3 separate regions of the Sus scrofa genome follow, and regions 1 and 3 are each linked to region 2. Evidence: chromatin contacts called from public HiChIP or PLAC-seq and promoter capture Hi-C data. All regions are on one chromosome and are shown on one strand. The core of a region is the stretch at or near the end of the contact, and the rest is flanking DNA. Distances in the headings are between cores, read along the strand shown.

The links. Promoter capture Hi-C pulls out the DNA fragments that hold promoters and counts their contacts. HiChIP or PLAC-seq counts read pairs in DNA pulled down with a chosen protein or histone mark.
Region 1: a contact with region 2 is called in a promoter capture Hi-C map of liver, with 2.8 times the contacts expected there. The contact joins the promoter of HNRNPH1 here to the promoter of MGAT4B in region 2. A contact is called at or near these places in 2 of 5 promoter capture datasets (fetal liver and liver), 2 of 47 Hi-C or Micro-C datasets (liver and skeletal muscle) and 1 of 2 datasets of contacts at active chromatin or transcription factors (alveolar macrophages).
Region 3: an H3K27ac HiChIP or PLAC-seq map of alveolar macrophages shows a contact between it and region 2. The contact joins the promoter of RUFY1 here to the promoter of MGAT4B in region 2. A contact is called at or near these places in 2 of 2 datasets of contacts at active chromatin or transcription factors (alveolar macrophages and skeletal muscle).

The regions. Positions count from the first base shown.
Region 1 is chr2:78,959,518-78,963,111 of Sscrofa11.1, reverse strand. It overlaps HNRNPH1 (heterogeneous nuclear ribonucleoprotein H), which reads right to left and starts at 1,656. Exons shown (of 14, transcript XM_021084330.1): 1 at 1,295-1,656; 2 at 53-181. The coding sequence starts at 149.
Region 2 is chr2:78,782,029-78,785,644 of Sscrofa11.1, reverse strand. It overlaps MGAT4B (alpha-1,3-mannosyl-glycoprotein 4-beta-N-acetylglucosaminyltransferase B), which reads right to left and starts at 1,870. Exons shown (of 15, transcript XM_003123649.4): 1 at 1,470-1,870. The coding sequence starts at 1,566. LOC106507307 (a long non-coding RNA gene) reads left to right here and starts at 1,864. Exons shown (of 3, transcript XR_002341724.1): 1 at 1,864-2,050; 2 at 2,749-2,829.
Region 3 is chr2:79,019,535-79,023,112 of Sscrofa11.1, reverse strand. RUFY1 (RUN and FYVE domain-containing protein 1) reads left to right here and starts at 1,436. Exons shown (of 18, transcript XM_003123642.4): 1 at 1,436-1,835. The coding sequence starts at 1,541.

The DNA.
Region 1 (3,594 bases), core at 407-2,906, 180 kb before region 2:
CGCCCGCCCTGCGGCCTCGGCCGCTTAACTCCCGCCTCCGCTTCAGACTCACCAGAAAAAAACCGCTGCACTTCGTCCGCCGAGCAGGACCAGGGCAAGCCCCGGACCTTCACCACGAATCCCTCTCCGCCTTCGGTGCCCAACATCATCGTCTCTTAGTGCGTTCGGGCGTCGAAAAAGACTGCAAAGTGGGGATGACGGTCAGACCTGAGAAATGTTAAAATTAAACAGCCTTCCGTTCCGCTCTCGAGACGCCCTGCCGCCCCGCCGCGGCGCCTTAATAAAGGCCGAGGCCGTGCGGACTTCCCGACCCCACATACTCCAACGCCAAACACCCCCTTGGCCAGCGGTCGGGCCCCCGAAGCCGCTCTGTGCACCAGGTACCGGTGCCCCAAGCCAAAGGGGAACCCGGCCTAACGCCAGCGTGGAAGCAAGGAAATGGCGGCGACCGCTTCCGCTCCGCCTCCTCCGACATCTCACACAATAGAGTCAGCGCGGCCTGCAGGCCTCAGCGGCCCTGCCAAGACTCGGCGAACCATTCCTCGCTCCCAACGGCAGGCCGCACCTTGCTAAAGCCTCCCAGGTTCCACAGACTCCTGGGGGTAAACAATCCTCGTAAAAATGGCATCCTTGGAGTCCGCTTCGCGGTAAACACGGAGCAACAAACACTCACCTACACGAACAACTTCGGCGTGGCTGAGAAGAAATGGCCAGCGGGCGCCTGCGCAACCTAAATAAGGCGCTTAGAACAATCTCTGCGCACGCGCAGTCAGGTGGCCGCACCGCCCCGTTGCGTCACACAGAGCTTGGGCGCATGCGTAATTTTACGTTCCAGCCCATCTCCAGGCAGCAAGTTATTAAACGCTGGCGTTTTAGGCTCAGCCCCTCCCACCTCCTTAAACCCGCGGGGCTTTTATGCGCCTGCGCCTTCCCGCGATTATTGCGAGCTTTAGCGGTTTAATTTAGTTTCACGCGCATGCGTCTTCCTTCAAACCGTTCTCTGATCTTACCCGCCAGAAGGGGGGAGGGGAATGGCGGCTGTCAGGTCCTTTATAGGAACTGTACTGTGTACTAGCCTCTGGGTTGTGATGAGGTGCCGCTTAGCCCATTATCTACAGTCCTGGACGACCTGAAGTTACAGGCGCTCCCCGCCCTTGTGCAGCCTATACACCTTTTCTTCCTAGAGCCAGCCCGTGGCAAACAGCGCTGCGGGACTGCGTGCTTCCCGCGCCCGAAGATATCCCGGCGGCGCCGGGAGCGAGTCCTGGGCCTTCCTGCCGCCACTGTTCCTTACCTGTCGTCGTTGGGCCTGGGGCCCCATGCAGAGTCCCTGTGCCCGTGCCTCAGTCTCGTACTCCGCTTTTGCCCTAACGAACTCGCGCTTTGTGACCCCCAGCTGCCCCGCCCCAAGACCTGCGGGCCCTGAACGCCCCGGGCATTAGCACGAGAGGCGGGCGCGGGCATTAGCACGAGAGGCGGGCGCCGTACGCCGAGTCCCGCTGCGCGTCGTGAGTACAGGTTGAGCAGCCAGTGCGCGTTGCTCCGCTTTCTGGAGCGGGTTCCCGCTTGATTTTCCCAAGGCTAAGTAGGAACCGTTTTGTCCATCCCTAGATGGAGACACTCGCCCTGGCGAGACTCCAGGGTCATCTCGTGTGCGCACAGAACTGGAGGCTGGTGATGCTCGTGATTTCCAGTAGCACTGCAGGAATTGGGACCTTGCTCATAGGCTCTCAGTGCTCCCTTTGTCTGATCCTGCCTATCCTCCCCACCTCCAGCCTGGTGGACACAAGCAATAAACACGGAGTACCACAGCAAAGACCTCTCTGAGTGCCACTACTCAGAGATGCAAGAAAGCATGTTTTCGCCCCTGCGATGGTCTGGAGGCCGTATCCAGTTTTAATAGGTTTGAGAAAACTGGAGAGGACATCAGTGGAATAGAGGGAGAAGATGATCCAAGGTCCCAGAAGTAGGCAGGGGCCAATCCTGCCAGGCCATTTAGGCCTTGGCAAAAGTGATAATTACAAGCACAAGAAAAGGTTCTGGCAGGTCTTCAGCAGGGCGCAAGAAGAGCTGTTCGAAAAGAAAAACTCTGCTGCTGGGTGTAAAGGGGACACAGATGGAACAAGCACGGTGAATGCAACTGCCTGCCCTCAATTGCACACGGAGCTAGAGGAAATAGAGGGCATTTTGGCTAAAGTCACTAAGATGGGATTCCCAAATTGTCTAGATCAAAGGTCTATTTCTGAGTGATTCAAAAGCAAGGAGAGGAGTTCCCATCCTGGCTCAGCGGAAAAAAATTCGACTAGTATCCATGCAAACGAAGGTTCAATCCCTGGCCTCGCTCAGTGGGTTAAGGATCTGGCATTGCTGTGAGCTGGGGTGTAGGTTGAAGACCCGACTGGGACCTGGCATAGGATGGTGGCTGCAGCTCAGATTCAACCCCTGGGAACCTCCATATGCCGCAGGTACAGCCCTTAAAAAAAAAAAAAAAGGCAAGGAGAACAGTTTTTGCTCTTGGCCACTGTCTCTCCAAAACATCACAAGACTGTCTTAAGGTTTCCTAACAGGTTACATCATTTGAGAGCTTTGGTCTTATTAAATGACCTAAGAACACTAGTTTCTGGTTAGGTGAAGGAAAAAGCCTGACCCCCTCAAATCATGTCTTTACCTTTCAACAACCTGGCTACATGTCTAAGATGTTTATTTTCCCTAAAGTTTTCTGGGATTTTTTTTCACAGTAAGTAAATGTGATGTGTAATCATCACAGAAAGATAAGATCATTTCCTTGGATAGATTTCTAGAAGTAAACTAGGAAGGACCTAAATATTTTTAGGGCCTACCCTAAATTAAAGGTTTGACAACCCCTCTCAGGGGCAGGTGAGGGTTCCATATCCTTTTGCTTTGCTGACACTGAAAATTCCCTTTCTTTTATCCTCTGCCAATATTTTTATTTTTTGGTCATGCCCAAGGCATGTGGAAGATTCCAGGCCAGGAATCAAACCCATGCCACAGCTGTAACCAGAACCACAGCAGTGACAGTGCTGGATCCTTAACCCACAGAGCCACGAGGGAACTCCCCAGAAGGTTTTCATTTTGATGAAGTCAAAGCTATGGATACTTTGTCTTTAAGCTTAGAAAGTTTGTCTTTAAGCTTAGAAAGCCTCTTCCCAGGAGTCTCCTTGTGGCTCAGCCAGTTAAGGATCTGGCATTGTCACTGTTGTGGTGCCCTTCCACATGTGAGATGTGGCTTGCGGGGGCGGGGGAGCTCTTTCCCATACAAAGATAAAGCATATATTTATTAATTATCTTTTTCATCAACTTTAAACACCTTTTTTTCAGTTTAATCTCTCTAAATTACAGATGTGGGAAGTTCCTGTGCGGTGCAGCAGGTTAAGGATCCAGCATTGCTGCAGCAGTTTCACAGACTGTAAGTGCAGTGAGGGTTCAGTCCCTGGCAGGGGAACTTCCACATGCTGGGTTGGGCCAAAAAAATAAAGGATGTGCCTTAAAAAATAATGGCATGTTGTGGGATTGGCTGGGAATTTGGGGTTAGTAGATGCAAACTATTACATTTACAATGCATAAACAACAGGG
Region 2 (3,616 bases), core at 621-3,120:
TACATGGTCTGTGGTCAATACTAAGGTGGCAGAGAAAACATCCCAATTCATGCCGGTTACAGGAGTTTCTGGAGAAATACAACGTCATGCTTTCTAGAATGCCAATTAGAGGACCTCACCCTAAAACACAGTTTCTTATATACATGCCAGCATGTCCAATCCCTCTTTTGGGCCAAGATCTCCTTTGTAAATTAAATGCTCTCAAAGACCTAGCAGTTGCCAATTATGTTAAAATCCTGGGCACCATACTAACCTCTGTTCATGAGTTTGCCTCCAACAGGTCTGCCTATCCAACTGAGGTAGCCTCACACCCTTTCCAACCTGGAGACCCAGTCCTCCTTAAAGCCTGGAGAGAACAAAGGCCTAAGCACCAGCTGACTGCAAGGTGGACAGGACCACATGTGGTATTACTTACCACACACTCATCTGTCAGGTTAGCTGGAGTAAAGCCATCGATTCATCACACTCGGGTTAAAGGAGCCCCACTGACATTAGTAAATGACCCAACTCCTGAGCGGCCTAGAGAGCAATGGGTTTGTGAACCCTTAGAAGACTTAAGGTTGCTCTTGAAAAGGGATAAGTATTGAGATTAAAGTTTCATCATAGCAGGAATGTTACCAAGTTTAAATAGTTGTAGATAAAGAGAATTGTATTACTTAATATTCCTAGCATAAAACTGATCAATTCCATTCCATGGTCACACTTTCAGTGCCCAGGTACAGCAGAAAGTAGCCAAAAAGATCGCTGCCCCCTTTTCCATGGACATTGACACTGAGGAGTTGTAAGCAGTCCTTCGTGAGTGACCTTTAGTGGCCAGCATTGTAGGGGGCCCTTCCCCCATGCAAGTGACAGCTAGTGAGAGACCCTTGGCTCCCCCCCCCCCGCTTCTCAGTATAAAAGGAGCCTGAATTGGGACTGAGGCAAGATGGTTTTCTAAAACACTAGTCTGCCATCTTCTTGGTCTGCTAGCTTTCAGATTAAAGTCACTATTCCTTGCCCCAACAACTCATCTCTGGAATGTACTGGCTTGTCGTTGGGAAGGCAGAGCGGACTTGGGTTTGGTATCATCAGGAACAGTGTACCCAGGTGCCTGGAGCTGGTACCCTGGGAACCCTCTGGCACAGCACAGCCACCTCTGTGACCTTGTGTCTCTGTCCCTCTGTGAGAACTCTGAAGTCCCCAGCATGGCAGAACTGTACTCACGGAGGCCGGTTCGGAGCGTGCCCTGGGCGCCCACTATCTGCTCACCCGCGCGGCCCAGCCCAGGCCGCAGGAGAATTTCTTTATTCCAGCAGCAAACAAGTGGGGGCGAGGATGGGAGGGGCGTCCTCCCCCGCCGCTCGGGCGAGGAAGGGGCGCCTGCGTCCGCTTCCGGCCGCTTCGCGGGCGGATGCCCGCACCCTGCTCCGGACGCCGGCTCCCAGGTGTGGATGGGGCACCGGGCGGGCGGCGGCGGAGGAGGGGCTCACCTTTCTGGCCGCTGAGCGCCGCGTACCAGGAGAGGGAGAGGAAGGCGCACAGGCAGAAGAGCAGCAGCGTCAGGAAGGTGCCATTGCGGAGCCTCATCTCCTCGGGTGCGCGGTGGGCGCCGGCGGGGCCGAGGCCGCATGGCCCGGGGGACCGGGGCCGGGGCGCGGGGACCAGGAGGCTGCGGGGGCCCCGGCCCCGGGGCGGGGACGGGCTGGGAGCCCGGGGCCGGGCGGGGATGCAGGCGGGCCTGCCGGGGTGGACACCTGACCGGTCGCGGAAGTAACCGCTACTCCCGGGTGCGGGGAGCAGACGGCCTCGGCTTGGCGCCTGGGCCGGGATGGGCTAAGCTGCGCGGCAAGAGCCGCGGCCCGGCCTGGATCCGGGGCCGCCGCCGAGTGGCTGCGAAGGGCGGGGCGGCCGGGATTTAAAGGGGCCGCATCACAGGCTGCCACCACCAGCACCGCGAGGGGGCGGGGTGGGACCAACACCGGGATTCCGCCCTCCGCCAGGCTCGGGACAGTGGCTGCTGCGTGGACTCACGCGGTCCCAGACTTGGGGCTGCCCTGGGCTCAGGCCTCAGGTAGGTTGAGGCCGTGGCCTTCAGGCAGGTCGCTTTGGGTGGAGGCGTCGTGCGTGGACCTCTGACCCCTTTTCAGTAACATTTCCATTATGAACAACCCCCACCCAGGTCCGGAGCCCACTCAGGTTAACTCTGGGAACTTCAGGCCCCTCCCCTAGGTCTAAGGGAGTCTAGGAAGTGGGAGGGGAGTAATAGGGAAGAACAAATCTGACTCCATATTAGATCTGTTCCTGTTATTTTAACCTTTGTGCTTTGTTGCCTGTGCTTAGTCATGCTCTGCACCTTTTTTGTTTTAAAAACAATCTTGTCTATACCTATGTCTATGTGGACAGCTATGAAAACAAATTATCAGGCACAGAGAAATTTGCAACAACCACGTCCCTCCCTCATCTTGCCTTTACAAGGGCTTTGCTGAAAGCCTGCAGGGAGTTTGTGGCTTTTTAAAGCACAAGCAACCCATTTCCTTGCATGGCACTGCAGTAAACCTTTCTGTGCTCCAAATCCTGACTTTCGGTGTTGTTTGGCTTTGGTGTGCACTGAGCACACGGACTTGGTAACAATTATGGCAGCCCAGGTGGGACACTGTGCCCAGCAGATTGACACCTGCTGGGGCAGCCCCTTACCTGAGTTCCCAGCAGCTGCCCAGAGCTCATTTTGCTCTGGGGAAGAGGTGTGTGTGTGTGTCTCTCGCCCTGCAGGCACCAGCCACCCCAGGGCAGGATGCTGTTTAAAGCTAAGAAATGTCCAGAGCTGTGTTCCACATTCAGTGTTGATTGGGGGTAAGTCGCTCCAGCTTGCTGAGGCTGGGAACTCTCTCCATTCCATTTGGGCTGCTTCCCTTGTGGGAAGTGAGTCACTTTGGGTCCGTTCTCTTTTGAGATCTGGGCCAATCTGTTTGGACGTGTCTTCTGTCTGGGAATGGAAGTGGAATTTTAGACTACCCCGTCTCTGATTTTCTGTCTTATATGTTATTTGTAATTGTGTGTGTGTGTTGTTTTGGGGTGAGCCACTCCAGTTTGTGCCTTTGTTTGTGGGACTGTAAGTTTGTTGTTTGTATGTGTATCAGTATGCATTGGTCCATAGAGACATTTTTGATAACAGGTATCCTTGCCTATTGCGCTGGGTTTTGCTTATGGCAGAGTAGTGGTTGGGATTTTCCCTTTGCAATGGACGAGAACCTCCCTTTTTGGTGCTAGGGAACTGTGATCCTGAGAGGCTGTTTTGCATTGCATTTGTTTGCTTGATATTTGATAACACTGGCAGTGAATAATTAACTATGGATAATCAGAGCTCTGTTCCATGTTATAGTCCCCTGGGAACTTCCATATGCTGCGGATGTGGGCCTAAAAAGACAAAAAAAATTTCAAATAATTCCTAATATTTAGAAAATTAGGCAAAATGAATTTCAGGTCCCTGTGATCTGAGAATATTCAGTACTGAGTTGATATCTGGTATTGAAGCTAGCTTAGGCTTGTTGGTTTAATATAGACATGTCTTTCACTTTTTTTTTTTTTTTTTTTTTGCTTTTTCAGGGCTGCACCCACGGCACATGGAAGTTTCCAGGCT
Region 3 (3,578 bases), core at 187-2,686, 240 kb before region 2:
ACCGAGGCCACTTTCCAGCTACACTCTTTCAAACAGGAAACAACTGGCCTTCAGTGGCCAGAAAGATCATAAAAGCTGGTAACAAAGATACCAGGAAAACCTGGGCTTCTAAAAGGACAGCCATCATCCACTCCACCAGTTCACTGCAATCAGAGAATATACTGAGTTGCAAAAGCTTCCAATGTTTCAAGACCAGGCCAAAGTCCAGACTTCTTTTCTTTCTTTCTTTCTTTCTTTTTTTTTTTTTTTTTTTTTTGGCTTTTTGAGGGCCGCTTCCCGAGGCATATGGAGGTTCCCAGGCTAGGGATCCAATCAGAGCCGTAGCGGCCGACCTACACCACAGCCACAGCGACACCAGATCCCAGATCCGAGCCACGTCTGCGATCTACACCACAGCTCACGAGGAATCCTTAACCCACTAAGCAAGGCCAGGGATCGAACCTGCAACCTCATGGTTCCTAGTCGGGTTCGTTAACCACTGCGCCACGACGGGAACTCCCCCAAATCCAGATTTTTTATGTGGAATCCTTTGATTTCTAAATATCTGCAATAGGAATTCCCCTTGTGGCTCTGCGAGTTAAAAATCTGACAAAGTGTCCATGAGAATGTGGGTTCGATCTCTGGCTCCACCCAATGTAGGCTGCAGAATCGGCTCAGATCTGCGTTGTTCCACGTGCTGCAGGTCTGGCACTCAGAAGAAAACAAAAAACAAAAATAAAAATAAATAAATATCTGCAACAACTTTAACTTTAAATTTAAACACTCTGGGAGGCAAACAAAACAGTCTCCTGGTTTGATAAAGCCCATATGCAGCACTTGGCAAACAAAGCGTCAAATGCTAGTGAAATTCGAATTTCTATTTAGACATAGTCCCTTCAAGGGGAAAATAGACTGTAATACCCTACGAGTGGACAGTATGTCCAAGCCACACCCTTCGGTAAAAAACAACTAATGTTCCTGTCATGTGTGCCTTACTTAGTAATGTGCTAAGTTTTGTAAGTATTACCATTTAACTAATTAATTAATAGCAGAATCCAGACCTTCTGATTCCCAGTCCACCAGTGTGCTCTTTCCTGCCAAGCTGTCCTATTTATTTAATTTAAAAAAACAAAAACAAAAAAAAACTGCTTTCCTGCCTCACCTGTCCCAGAGTTTCCTTACTCGCTTTTTTAGGGCTTGACGACTACTCCAGAAAAATGACCAAGTAGAAAAAGTTCTAAAATAAAATGAAAATGAGGGTAAAGTGTCACAAAGAAAACAACAGCCATGTGCGCTGTGTTCTAAGCCGGGCTGGATGCACCAAATAAAAGGAGAAAGTCCAAGAATAACTTCCAGGGAAACAAGTCCTCCCAGCTGATGAGGATGTGGGTGCTTCTTACGATTCGTATTTTCCCCAGCTGTTTTAAAGTAAAAAACAAGAAAGGAGGACGGGAAAGAGGAAGAAGACCGTCACGAACCGGGAAACAGAGCAGCGAGAGCGCAAAAACACGCGCCCGCGCGCCGGCCTCGCCGGGTCAGCCGCCCGCCCGGGCCACGTGACATGACCAAGATGGCCGACGGGGAAGACGGCTCCCGGGCGGGGCAGGAGCCCGGGCCAGCGCCGGGGCCGGAGCCGGGAGAAGAGTTTGAGATCGTGGACCGGAGCCAGTTGCCGGGCCCAGGCGAGCAGCAGAGCGCAGCGAAGGCCCGGGCGGCGGCGGAAGGCTGGTCAGCCCCCATCCTGACCCTGGCGCGGAAAGCCACCGGCAACCTGTCGGCGAGCTGCGGGAGCGCGCTGCGCGCGGCCGCGGGGCTGAGCGGCGCGGATGGCGGCGCGGATGGCGCGGTGCGCGCAGGTAGGGTCCGGCCAGGCGCGCCCTGCTTGCATTTCGCCGGGCGGTTGCCGGTTTCGCAGTGAGAGCCAGGTTGGCGAGTGTGTTTAACCGACTCCCCTGTTAGACGAGTTGTTAAAAAACCATCCTGTTAACACGCCTTAACCTATACCGTGCGTTCAAGCCAAGATAAATTGGTGGGCGTGGATGGCCTGAGATTGGAGTGACTCCACCTCCAGTTATGTTCCCCAGCAGCATTTTTATTCTCTTTTGGTGTCTTAAGATTTAAAAATGTACGCATTTAAGCTTGGGAGGTCTGTGTTAATTTTAAAAGGACTTGAAAAGTGAATCCCCACTGTTCTCTTCTTTAAATCCCAAAATGCCATACCGGCTCACACTTCCAAGTTGTCGACCGCATGCGTCCCTGCTCTCCGCTGAGTCAAAGCACCAAGGCGGAGGTCAGGGATTGAGGGTTCCGGGCGAGCTCTACCACCAGCTGCAGACAAGTTATCACATTTCCCAGCCTGTAAAATAAGAGATGTTTTTGATTGATCCAGTGATCTCTTACAGACTTTTTCAGCCTTTGTCATCTAGAATAGAGTTTCAGCAGGTGAGAATAGAATGATTATGATAGAATACGACTTAGAAAGTCCTATAAAGCCAAATATTTAGAGCTATGCTAATCAGTACAGTAGCCACTACCTACATGTGATATTTAAACATTAAAAATTTAGTTTCTCAGTCACAACAGCCACATTTTAAATGCCCAGTAGCCTCCATGTGGCTAGGACAGTGAAAACATTTCCATCATAGAGAGTGCTGTGGGGCACAGCTCACTAAAGGATGAAGTGCTGTCTATGAAGCATTATAGTGTGACTGAGTTTTTTTGATTCCATCCTTTCCACTGGTAAACTGGCTGTAGAAGTCAGCGATGGCACCAAAATAGTGATTTGGGACCAATTCAGTGGTTAAGAAAGATTAATGAGTAAAGTTTAAAATCTGACTTTAGATTCCAGCAGTGGAAAGTAGGACTGGAAAGTAATGAAGAAGCCTGTTCAACTCAGGAGTCTAGTTCCCACTGTCTTGCCACCCTTACACACATCAGTAGATACTTAATTATATGCTCAGAGAGTCAAGGCATAGGATCTTCTGGAGGCCTCTTAGGTAGTAAGCAAGTAATACATGTTAACTGTTTGGCAGTAAATAAAATGTGCCAGTGCCTAGAACTGTGCCTAATGCAGAATAATAAATATTTGTTGAACAAATGCATATTTGAAAAACACTTGTTTTCCCCACTTGTGGTCATGCTATAAATAGCCAGCACTTATATTGTGCTTCCTAGGTGCCAAATATTAGTCTTAGATCTGTACCTATATTAGTTCATTTCATCTTCTCAATAATCCTGGGTGATAGCAGAACTGGCTTTATGGTGTACGGATCAGTACAGGCTTGGATCAGTGTGATCACATAGGACTAGACACTCAAACATGCCCCACAATGGAAAGTCTTATTAATTTTATCCTTGAATTTGTATGTTGTAAGTGGAGTCTGATGGAACTGAGGAGCATTCGTGGGGGCCTTGGAGCTGGGCTGCCATGTGGTCCCATCTGCTGCTGCCTCCCTGGGACAGGTTCTCAGCACCCTGGTCCACTCTGACTGCACCAGGGCCTCACCCTACCCTTCCCTGACTGCACTGCGTCACCACTGCTGGCTCAGGGAGAATTGGGGGGTCAAACTTTAAATCAAAGGACAGGGCCAGATATCCAC